Linked DNA regions of Mus musculus: region 2 is linked to region 1. Evidence: chromatin contacts called from public promoter capture Hi-C data. All regions are on one chromosome and are shown on one strand. Each heading gives the region's core, a stretch centred on a gene start, on an enhancer-like site or on the middle of the called end of the contact. The rest is flanking DNA. Distances are from core to core; before and after follow the strand shown.

Region 1 (5,220 bases), core at 393-2,892:
CAACAGACGCGACCCCGCCCCCTCCCAACCCCTCGGTCCGCCCCTTTCCCGGCAGGCTCCGCTCGGGTCCGCAGCACTACAGTTCTCGGCAGCCCAGGGGGATGCCAGACATTCTCCCCCCCACCAACAACCAACCCCCCCCCCCCCCCGCTCGAAGCATTGGCGTGGAAGCTCCGCCCCCAACCGAGGCCACGCCCTTCCACTCTGGTTCCTGAATACCCGCCGCCTGCCATGAGTAAGCAGGTTGCCACACCACTCTCTAACTGGGAAAACCGCACACCCAGCAATGTATGACTGCATCCGGTGACCGGATATAGGTCTGTAACTCCAAGAAAGAGTTCAGGACCCAAGAAAGGGTGAGGACTGGGCACCTAGTCACATCCTCCCGCCACTCCCCCCTCCCCCCCGCTTGAATGATACACTTCGAGAACTGCAGATAATAATGACAGGCAAATCAAGTTTATTCGTGTTCACAGAACATACATACTAGGCGACCCCAGACAGCCGCCCTCTGACAATCCATGGACCCAAGACTCCTGCAGCTGCCCCTGAGAAGCAACCAGAAGACATCAAAGGCCGGATTCCCAAGGGTCTTCCAAAGCCTTACAACAGACTACAGAGTTGAAGTGCTGGAAGACGGAGTGTTACCCCTAATCTTATTACACCCCCCCCAGACTAATCCCCAAGCTGGGAGTCCTACCACCCGGGTCCTCCCTCCCACAACTCTGTCTTACCGACCCTATAAATCGTAATAAATATCTGTGTTACAGCAGGGAGGCATATCTCGCACCCCTGCATAAGTTAGAATAAATATTACATACACCCCTCCTTCACCTAGGAGGATATACATAAATACATAAATATTAATTAGACACGGAGAAAGTCTCTGTCCGTCCCCAGTGGGCCTAGCCAGGACCCGCGGTGTCTCTTGGCGGTAGTGTTCTGAGTTAGCGTTGCCTTAGAAATCCCAGTTTGGGATACGTTCTCTCGCACCAGGTACCCATCCATGGTGCCTTTGTTTCTTCGGACTGTGACCCATCGCGTTTAGAAGGCCGCCGGATGTTGCTGGAGAAAAGCTTTAAGATCCAGCGCATAGTCCGAGGACTCCGAGGTCAGGTTCAAAGGCTCGAGGACCGGGGGCGCAGTAATGGGCGCAGAAATGGGCTCAGGTGTCACGGCGCTGGTAGCATCCTCCGGAGCCAGGGGCTGCGACACACCCTCTTCAGCCATCAAAATCTGGCAGAAGATGATGGCGAACAGGAGAAAGAGGACCCTCTTGGCAATGTTGGGTTCCTCGGTTGGTAGCTGGCGCCGGACCTGAGCAGATAAAAGAGGGAAACGTCAGATCGAAGGTCCCTGCGCCTAGTTGTTACCTACAAGTTCCAGGGCGACGCGACCTCCTGATGCCCACTCGGGCGATACTCACCACTCGAGGGTAGAGCACCCTTCGGCTGCGTTTTCGGTGCCCGCGAGAAGTGTTCAAACGCGCGGTGGACACCACGGCCCGCTCCGGGAGAGGGTCGAAGGTGAAAATTTCGGGACCAGAGCCCCGCCGGAGTTCCGGGCCGGTGGAGGGAGCTGGAGAAGGGGCCCTCAGGCCAGTCATGGTGTGGAGATGGTTGCGCGAGTGGCACATAATTTAGACGTTGTGCAGAGAGTGTAGAGGAGTGCAAATCCCCCGCAAAGCAGAGCTACTTATAGAGCCAAAGAAGGGGCCGGGCCGGGGGGAACTCCGCCCTTCGCAGCTGGGGAGCAGTTGGCTGCAAGGGGCTGGAAATTCCAAGGAGGAAGCAAAATGTAGGCGGAGCCTTGATTGGTTATTCTCTAGGTGCCCCAGTGCACGTTCTTTCCTGGGAGTAGTGAATGCTTGTGGGTAAAAACATTGGGAGTAAGCTCACGTCCGGACATGAGGTAGCTAGAGAGGGGCTCTCAGACACGTAGCAGATGGTCCAGCCACCCTCCTTAGTGAAGTCCAGCAAGATCAAGGGACCACAGAAAACACATTCACGTACTTACTTGGAGGTATGCGCAGGAAACAGGAGGGAAGTCATTGCACAAACTTCCAAGAAGATAAAGAACACACTAGAACCCACAGACCGGGCTCTGCCTGCCTCCGTTCACGTGAAAACCATACACACATCACAGAGATTTCAACAGAGCACACGGACACAAAACTGCAATGGTTACTTAGGGACACTCCCGAGACGCTATTCAAAGGGATAGAGGGAAGACAGGAAGTCCGAAGCTCCTGCCTTTGCCCCATACTAGGTGGGTCACAAAATAAGTGAAGTTTCTAAAATTATGAGACTTTGTGCCCGTCGTCAATAGCACCATTAGGAACCCACGGGATCCCCGTAATGCTTGAGAGACCGCTTTCCCTGAACACAGAAGTCAACATTTCTGAGCACCTCTAACAGTCCGAGTGAAAGTGTGGTGGAAACTACCCATCACAACATGAAACTTCAGCCCTCTTCCCAGCCTGCCAAGCGGAGGCAGGAAGACACAGCAAAGCAAGCTCCAGTTTCAAACGACAAACAAACAAACAAACCAAAACCATAACATAGAAGGGGGGGGGGGGGAGACACTGGTGGCACAGTTCTTAAGAACACTGCTGCTTTTGCAGAGGACCTGGAATCAGTTTCCAGAACTCAAGTGGCATCTCGCATCCAGTCCCAGGAGATCTGATGCCCTTTTCCCTTTTTGATCTCTGTAGGCATCTACATGCATGTGGTACACATACATACTCAAAGACAAAAGACTCATATGCATAAAGTAAAAATGAGACATATCGCTGGGCGTGGTGGTGCATGCCTTTAATCCCAGCACTTGTGAGGCAGAGGCAGGTGGATTTCTGAGTTTGAGGCCAGCCTGGTCTACAGAGTGAGTTCCAGGACAGCCAGGGCTATACAGAGAAACCCTGTCTCGAAAAACTAAAAAAGAAAAAAAAGAAAAAAAAAAGAGAGAGAGAGTAAGAGAGATATCTTAAAACAAACAATTTGGGTGAGATGGCTCAGTCTGATGTCCTGAGTTTGATCCCTGGGATCCACGTGGTCAAAGAAGATAACTAATTCTTAGAAAGTCACCCTCTGACTCCCATACGTGGTCACATATGCCCACACATACACACTCCCGAATAAGCAATTGAATTATATATGAATATATGTGCACTCTTGAGAGCTCCGAGCTCAGTTCCATGAGAGGAAAGCAAGCCAGGTAAATCTGTCACTTTGGTCTGAAAGATTTTATCCCCTGGACTTAGGAGGGAACCATGACCAGACTCTTCTGATGGGGACCCTGAGGAGTTAGTGTTCACATCTGACTCATAGTAAGGGAGGCTTCAGTCAGGGGTGACATTTGAGATGACCCGTTAGGTGGGATATGACACATGCAGATGTAAAGGGTGACTGTAAAAAAAGAAAAAAGAAAAAAAAGAAAAAAATCAGCAGAGGCTCAAAGCTGGAAAAGTACAGGATTGATTTGGGGGAATCTCAAGAAAAGCCACCTCACAGTAAGTTTCCTGTGTAGGAGTCATGGAAAGTGCTAACAGTGGGATGGTGGGAGAGGAGCTGGGCAGAGAGGAGAGCTCACCAGACAGGCTGAAAACCCACGTTTGACCCCAGATCATAGAGCACAGGCCAGGAATAAGAGCAGTCTAAACTGGAAGCTGCCTGGGATGAGGACCATGCCCCCGAGGGGAAGAATATGAGGGGCAACAAGCTACTGTAGGGACCTCGGGCAGGGACTAACAGCAACCTGACTGAAATGAGGCTCCAGGACTAGCATGAGATCACTTGATTTAGGTAATCCATTGAGTGTCATTGGAGAAAGGACATTCAGGGGCTCCAGGGCTCTGGGCTGTACCTGGGTCGGAACTTTATCTCATGTGAGCCTGGTGAGTATATATGATTTTCCCCATCATTCAGTCAGACGCTGTGGTTCACACACCCTGTCCTTCATAGAACCCAGCACAGGGCCTTGCAAGCAGTTCTTGCTCAATCATCCTTAAAAACGTGTGTGTGTGTGTGTGTGTGTGTGTGTGTGTGTGTGTGTACATGCATATATGTGCACCCCACATGTGCAAGGACCAAAAGAGCCATAAGAAGGTGCTGGAACCCCTGGAACAGGATTTACAGGTGGGGTATAAGCTGCCTGATTTGGGTGCTAAGAACCAAATTAGGGCCTTTGCAGGAGCAGCAGGTTCTCCTGACTGCTGAGGCTTCTCTCCAGTCCCTCCATAATCTTATTAAGTGAAGATGAAAATAAAGAACTAGGGCTGGTGAGATGGCTCAGTGGGTAAGAGCACCCGACTGCTCTTCTGAAGGTCTGGAGTTCAAATCCCAGCAACCACATGGTGGCTCACAACCATCTGTAACAAGATCTGACGCCCTCTTCTGGAGTGTCTGAAGACAGCTACAGTGTACTTACATATAATAAATAAATAAATAAATCTTTAAAAAAAAAAAGAAAAAGAAAATAAAGAACTATATGCAGAACCATGCACACACAGTATCCTTAGACCAGCTGGGTCCTGCAAGCTTCTGAACATTAATAAATTCCTCTAGACTTCTCAGATAAACAATGTCCTAAGAAAGGCTGGGGAGCTGGAGAGGTGGCTCGGAGGATACGAGTGTCTCTGCTCCTGCAGAGGGCCTGACTTAGAATCCCAGTGTCCCCATGGTGGCTCACCATCATCCATAACTCCAGTCCCAGGGGTTCTTGTTTTTGTTTTTGTTTTGTTTTTTCGAGACAGGGTTTCTCTGTGTAGCCCTGGCTGTCCTGGAACTCACTTTGTAGACCAGGCTGGCCTCAAACTCAGAAATCCGCCTGCCTCTGCCTCCCAAGTGCTGGGATTAAAGGCATGTGCCACCACGCCTGGCTAGTCCCAGGGGTTCTAATGGCTTCTTCCAATCTCCCCTGGAAACAGATACACAGATGGGTGCCCAGACATACCTGCAGGCAAAACTGCTCACAAATAAAATAAAATGAATACATTTAATTTAAAAAAAATGGGACTTCTTTTCTTCTTTTTAAATGGGGACTTTAAATAGAGCCTCGTGTATGCTAGCCTTATGTTCTACCACTGAGCTATATTCAACCCAAAAGTTTTATTTTATTTATTTTTATTTTATTTATTTATTTATTTTGTTTTTGTTTTTTTGTTTTTCAAGACAGGGTTTCTTTGTGTAGCCCTGGAAGTCCTGAAACTCACTCTGTAGACCA
Region 2 (5,482 bases), core at 306-2,805, 1.0 Mb before region 1:
TGAGTGGTTTTGTTCTTCTGCGCACTGCTCTCTCTGTGCCTGCTGCCTCATGGTAGGCCCAGATCAACAGGTACCAATGGGTCATATGCTGCAACTTCTAAGCCTGTGAACCAAAATCAACCTTTCTCCTCGTGTGTTCATTATCTGAGGTATCCATTACATAAGTGTCTCTGAAAACTCTGAAACCAAATCTAAAAACCAATGCAGTGCAGCAACCTGGGTGAGAATATGGAGGGATAAGGTGAAAAGGAAAAGGTGAATAAATATAGTGTGTGGACTTTGGCCAATAATAATGTGTTATTTGTCAATGAAAGGAAATCAGTTGGGAGTTATAGACACTTCACACACTGTTTTCTCAATTTTTTCTGTAAATGTACAACTGTTCTAAAAAAAATTAAGTGTATTCAAAAGTGTGGGCAGATGCCTGTAATCTCTGTAATCGAAGCACTCGAGGCAGGAGGCTAACCTGGGCTGCCATGGTCAGTTTCAGACCATTTTGGATACATGGAGACACCCTGTCGTTGTCATCACCATCGTCATCATTATCAAATTTAAAAGTTGCAGTTTTAAAGGCATTAATGAAAGCTTTCTTTTAGAAAAATATGGGTTTGTTTGTTTGTTTGTTTTAACTTGGGAGGAATACTCTAGGCATCATGAATCCATCTCACTAACAAGGGGTTCAGGCATGCATGAACGAGCGCATGTCATTCTTCCCTTCTTTGAAACACACACAAATGGTTGTGTTGTCAAAATCTGGAATGTACGGGGAATTGTTAAGTGTCTCCTCCTATTCACTTCCCAAAGTTAAATTCATACATTTCTTTTCTTTTCTTTTTTTTTTTTTTGGGTGGGGGTGGGGGTGGGGGTCAAGACAGGGGCTCTCTTTGTAGCCCTGGTTATCCTAGAATTCATTTAGTCTGTAAACCAGACTGGCCTCTAACTCCCAAGCACTGGGTGTAAAGGCGTGCACCAGTCCACAGCCAGGTTTATACTTTCTTTTCCTAAGCTAATTAGGTAGTAAAATCATCAGTGATAACGAACGCACAGCTCTTGGTACAACTAGCTAAACCAGTTTACTCTGAGGATAAATAAATAAAAAAAAAATAAACAGATACATAAATATAAGACCTGCTTCTGGTCATGCAGGGCTCCAAGCCACCAGGTGGAACGTCATCCGGGTCCCGCTCACTTCTGGCTCTGGGGACTGGAAGAGACTGAAGTAAGTCTGGGTTGGACCTGAGGAGGAAGGAACACGGCGAGCTCAGGGCGAAAGGCCCAAAGGCGAGCCGGGGACGCGGCGCTCACGCGAGCTCGCCGTCCCGCGCGCCCGGGCCTGGTTAGCCCTGCCCAGGGCCCGCGGCCGCCTTCGCTGTCCCCACCCGGGTCGCACGGCGGCCGCTCCTCCGCGTCTCCTCACCAGTGCAAACCGCACTCACCCGCGCCGCTCTCCGGGCCGGGTCACTCCTCTCCCTGGAGCTGCTCCGCGGGGTAGGTCCTGAGCAAGCAGCCGGCACCACAGTCTCCCCGCCCAGCAGTCTCCGGGAGCTCCGGGCCCTCCGCCGAGATTTCTCTGGGACCAGCCCTGGGATTGGCTCTTGCCAAACTCCATCCTCCAATGGGAACTTCAGGATTCTTGACGTCACTGATCACTGGGCAAATCCCCAGGCAGCGGCCAAAGAGGTGAAGCGGCCGGGCCCGAGAAAAGGAAAGTGAAATCGGAAGCGGCCAGTGCGTCACGGTTGTCTTCCAGCTGCTGAGGTCGCGCGAGGCCTCGTGTAGGTTAGGGTGCTGAAGCCCCCATAGCTTTCGAGACCCCATTTCTGATTCCCTGCGGTTAGGGGTGGGCTGGGGTGTCTGCAAGGGCTGGGTTTTAGATGGGGTTTCCTCCTCAGGGCCTGCCTCTAACTAAGATCAGACCAGTCTATCAAGTTTTTCCAAGATCCATCACAAATATCATTTTCGAAGCTCCTGGCTAGGATGAACCATTTTTGACAACTAGCCTTCCTTACACAAGGCAGGTGCTGTTCCTGCTGTACAGAACAAAGTAAACACACATACACATTCCACACTCCACCCCACACCACAGTGATAGTTCAGTGGGTAAAGATGCTTGCCACCAAATCAGATGACTGGCTTTCAAATCCCATATCCCCCACATGATGGGACATGAGAACATCTATTCTGGTTGTCCTCTAAGCTCCACAAGCACATGCACTCTCCACCTACGCTAAATAAATAAATGCAAAACATTTAAAGATCCTGGCGCTAGGGAAACCGAGGCATTAGAGTTCAATACCAGCCTGGGCTACGAAGGGGGAATTTGTTGAAAACTGAGAAAAACTACAGAACCTGCAATATCTGGTACTGAGGCCCTCTACAGGAGCTTTGAGAGCCTCCTGCAGCTCCACAGCCAAGGACTCGACCACGCCCACTAGCCTGAAAGCCCTTTTTGCACACAGCTTTCTGCTCTGCAGGAAATCCACAGTTCCTGCTACTTCCAAAGAAGTAGTCCGAGCTGCAGGAGGGCTCCGAGTCCTAAGTCCTAACATTTCACCAACATATGGGGAGTGCTTTTGAGTTTCCTGTGAGCTGTTGTAGGGGGTGGAGCGGAGTTCTGGATGCCTGTGCTCTGGACTTTGATCTCAGCACACCCTAAAATCACTAGATACCTGCTCTTTCAGTTGATATTGGGGGTGGGAGCTTTGTTTTGTTTTGTTTAGAGACAGAGTCTCACTATGTAGCTCTGGCTGTCCTGGAACTCGCTCTGTAGACCAGGCTGCCCATATTCAGTACCGGTTCTTCCCACTCTGCCTGCGTTTCCCTTATATCTACAATAAAAATCTTCTCCATACTTAAGGAATAGTCACAGGGAGTACCTCAACGATGGTCAGAGCCAAGGAATGCTGCCAAAAAAAAAAAAAATCATATTACACAACAGAGCTCATGAAAAAGATTTATTGGAAGTGGAGTGAGAAGCAGGGCAGGCTGTGATGGTGCAGGCTTTATAATATGGGGTATGGAACATGCATATAGTGAAAATGCAGGACAGTGGCGAAAGTGAAAAAAAAGCCAGGTCCCATTGGTCTTTAGTAATGATGAGGATTGAAGGGCAGGGGATAGGGGAGCTTGGTTTTGGAAATGTGGGTGACTCTCGGTTGACTAACACTTGTTTTTTCATTCACTGTCTAAATGGGTAACCCACCATACATTAATCTATTTTGATTTATTTATGCATGTCTCATACACTGATAGTGGGTTTTTTTTTTGTTGTTGTTTTTTGTTTTTGGGTTTTTTGTTGTTGTTTTTTGTTTTTTTGTTTTTTTGGTTTTTTTTTTTAGATGTGGGTGTGGAGAGATGGCTCAGAAGTTAAGGGCAATTATTCTCGTAGAAAACCTGGATTCCACGCCCAGCAACCATAAGACAATTCACAACTGCCTTTAATTTCAGATCCAGGGGATTCTAGACTCTGATCTCTTTGGGCACCAGGCATACAGACAGGTCAGGCCCATACACGCATGCGGGTGAACTACTCACATATAAAATAAACAAATAAGCCAGCCATGGTGGCACACTGTTGCAGGATGTTTGATCACACCGTTAACCCTGTGAGACTGCGTTGTTCACTGGAAAAACCTGTTTCTGGTTGTGGTGTGGCTCAGCCTTGGCACACACCTTTTTTCTCAAACAATGAAGGTCAAGTTAGTCGAAGGAAGCACCTATGTTTGAAAGTGATGTCTAGTTGAGTGACAGACAAAGTGACGAATCAAAGAAAGATTTGACAGAGTAGGATATGCCCATCTCTCATGAGAACAGAAAGGAAAGTGAGACCGCATAAGAGAGTGCAGAAAGAGAGAAGGTAGTTTTACCAGGAGAGTTTTACAGAGACAGGTTGAAGAGAGATAAGCTAGACACAGGTGAAGACAGAACGATTCAGAGAATGAGAAGAAACCAGAAGATCAGAACAGATTACCTGAGTTAGTTTGAGGCCAAGCAGAGCAAAAAGTCAGAGGATGAGAGAGAAGCCAGACTAATCTGTCAGCTTGGAGAGGAGTTTGAGCCAGAACAGTTGAGTTGACCAGCCAGCCAGAGTTCAGTAAGCCTCCATCTGAGATGACAATTACACCAAGTGAATAAAAGTTACTTTTACAGTACATAGGCTTTAACCTCAACATTCTGGAGGCAGAGGCAGGTAGATCTCCGAGTCTGAGGTTAGCATGGTCTACAGATTGAATATCAGGATAGCTAAGCCTGAACTGAGAAACCTTGTCTTAGTTAGGGTTTTTCTGCTGGGAACAGACACCATGACTAAGGCAAGTCTAATAAAGGACATTTAATTGGGGCTGGCTTACAAGTTCAGAGGTTCAGTCTATTATTATCAAGGTGGGAGCATGGCAGCATCCAGGGAGGCATGGTGCAGGCAGAGCTGAGAGTCCTGCATCTTCATCTGAAGGCTGCTAGTGGAAGACTGACTTCTTGGCAGCTAGGATGGGGATCTTAAAGCCCATGCCCATAGTGACACACCTACTCCAACAAGGATACACCTCCTAATAGTGCCACGCACTGGGACAAGCATATACAAACCATCGCAAACCTTGTGTTGAAAAGCCAACCAAAGTGTTTCATATGTGTGTATGCATGCATGTGCATCATGTGTATGCCCAGTGCCAGTGGATGCCAGATGAAGGCATCAGATTCTCTGGAACTAGAATTACAGGCTGTTGTAAGAGGATGAAATGGGTGCTGGGAGCTGAACCCAGGTTATCTCCAGGAGAGCAAATGCTTTTAATGCTGAACCATCTCTCCAGCCCCCAAACCATCTTGTTCATTTCTTTGTAACCATGTGCACTTTCTGTCCTCCTCCCATTTAATGAAGTCTCATGGGAATTGCAAAAAGGTTGTTGTCTCTCTGAAAGACCCTCACGTAACCACTGCCCAGTCCTACACTAGAAGGGGAAAGAATATCACAAAGTCATATCAAGGAGAAACTAAACAGACCTTGATATACTCCTTCCCCAGTACACAATATACCACACCTCTTCTCTTCCAGTTATATTCTGCCTGTATGGTCACACAGATATTGTACCTGTTACCCTAGCACTTTGAAGGATATTTTAGTCAACCTTCCTTCTATGGTGAGACCCAGACTCAATACAAAACAAAGGCAAAATAATAAGACCTTGTAGGTCTCTTCTGGCTTTTGTTTGTTTTTGTTGTTGAGACAGGATCAGTTCAGCTTTGAATTCAATATGTAGCCCAGGTTGTCTTCTAACCTCTGTACCTGAATGCTAGGATTACAGGCATGTGTCATCATATCTGGCATCTTGGTCTTCATTTTTTTACACTACAAGGTCCCCATGTAGTGTAAAATGTGGGTTTTACATTTTTTTAAATGTTTTTCTCTTATTAGTGTGTCTATTGTTTTAGTAGACTCAGTCATGAACCTTGTGACTGGGGAAGAAATGATATTTATTTTGTTCTCTAC

The links. Promoter capture Hi-C pulls out the DNA fragments that hold promoters and counts their contacts.
Region 2: a contact with region 1 is called in a promoter capture Hi-C map of pre-B cells, with 7 times the contacts expected there. The contact joins the promoter of Trim26 here to the promoter of Ier3 in region 1. A contact is called at or near these places in 2 of 39 promoter capture datasets (hippocampal neurons and pre-B cells) and 1 of 115 datasets of contacts at active chromatin or transcription factors (pancreatic cancer cells).

The regions. Positions count from the first base shown.
Region 1 is chr17:35,818,135-35,823,354 of GRCm38.p6, reverse strand. It overlaps Ier3 (immediate early response 3), which reads right to left and starts at 1,642. Exons shown (of 2, transcript NM_133662.2): 1 at 1,427-1,642; 2 at 444-1,317. The coding sequence starts at 1,636. The coding sequence ends at 1,045. It also overlaps a transcript of Flot1 not described here.
Region 2 is chr17:36,833,219-36,838,700 of GRCm38.p6, reverse strand. Trim26 (tripartite motif-containing 26) reads right to left here and starts at 1,555. Exons shown (of 10, transcript NM_001025599.3): 1 at 1,437-1,555; 2 at 1,129-1,236.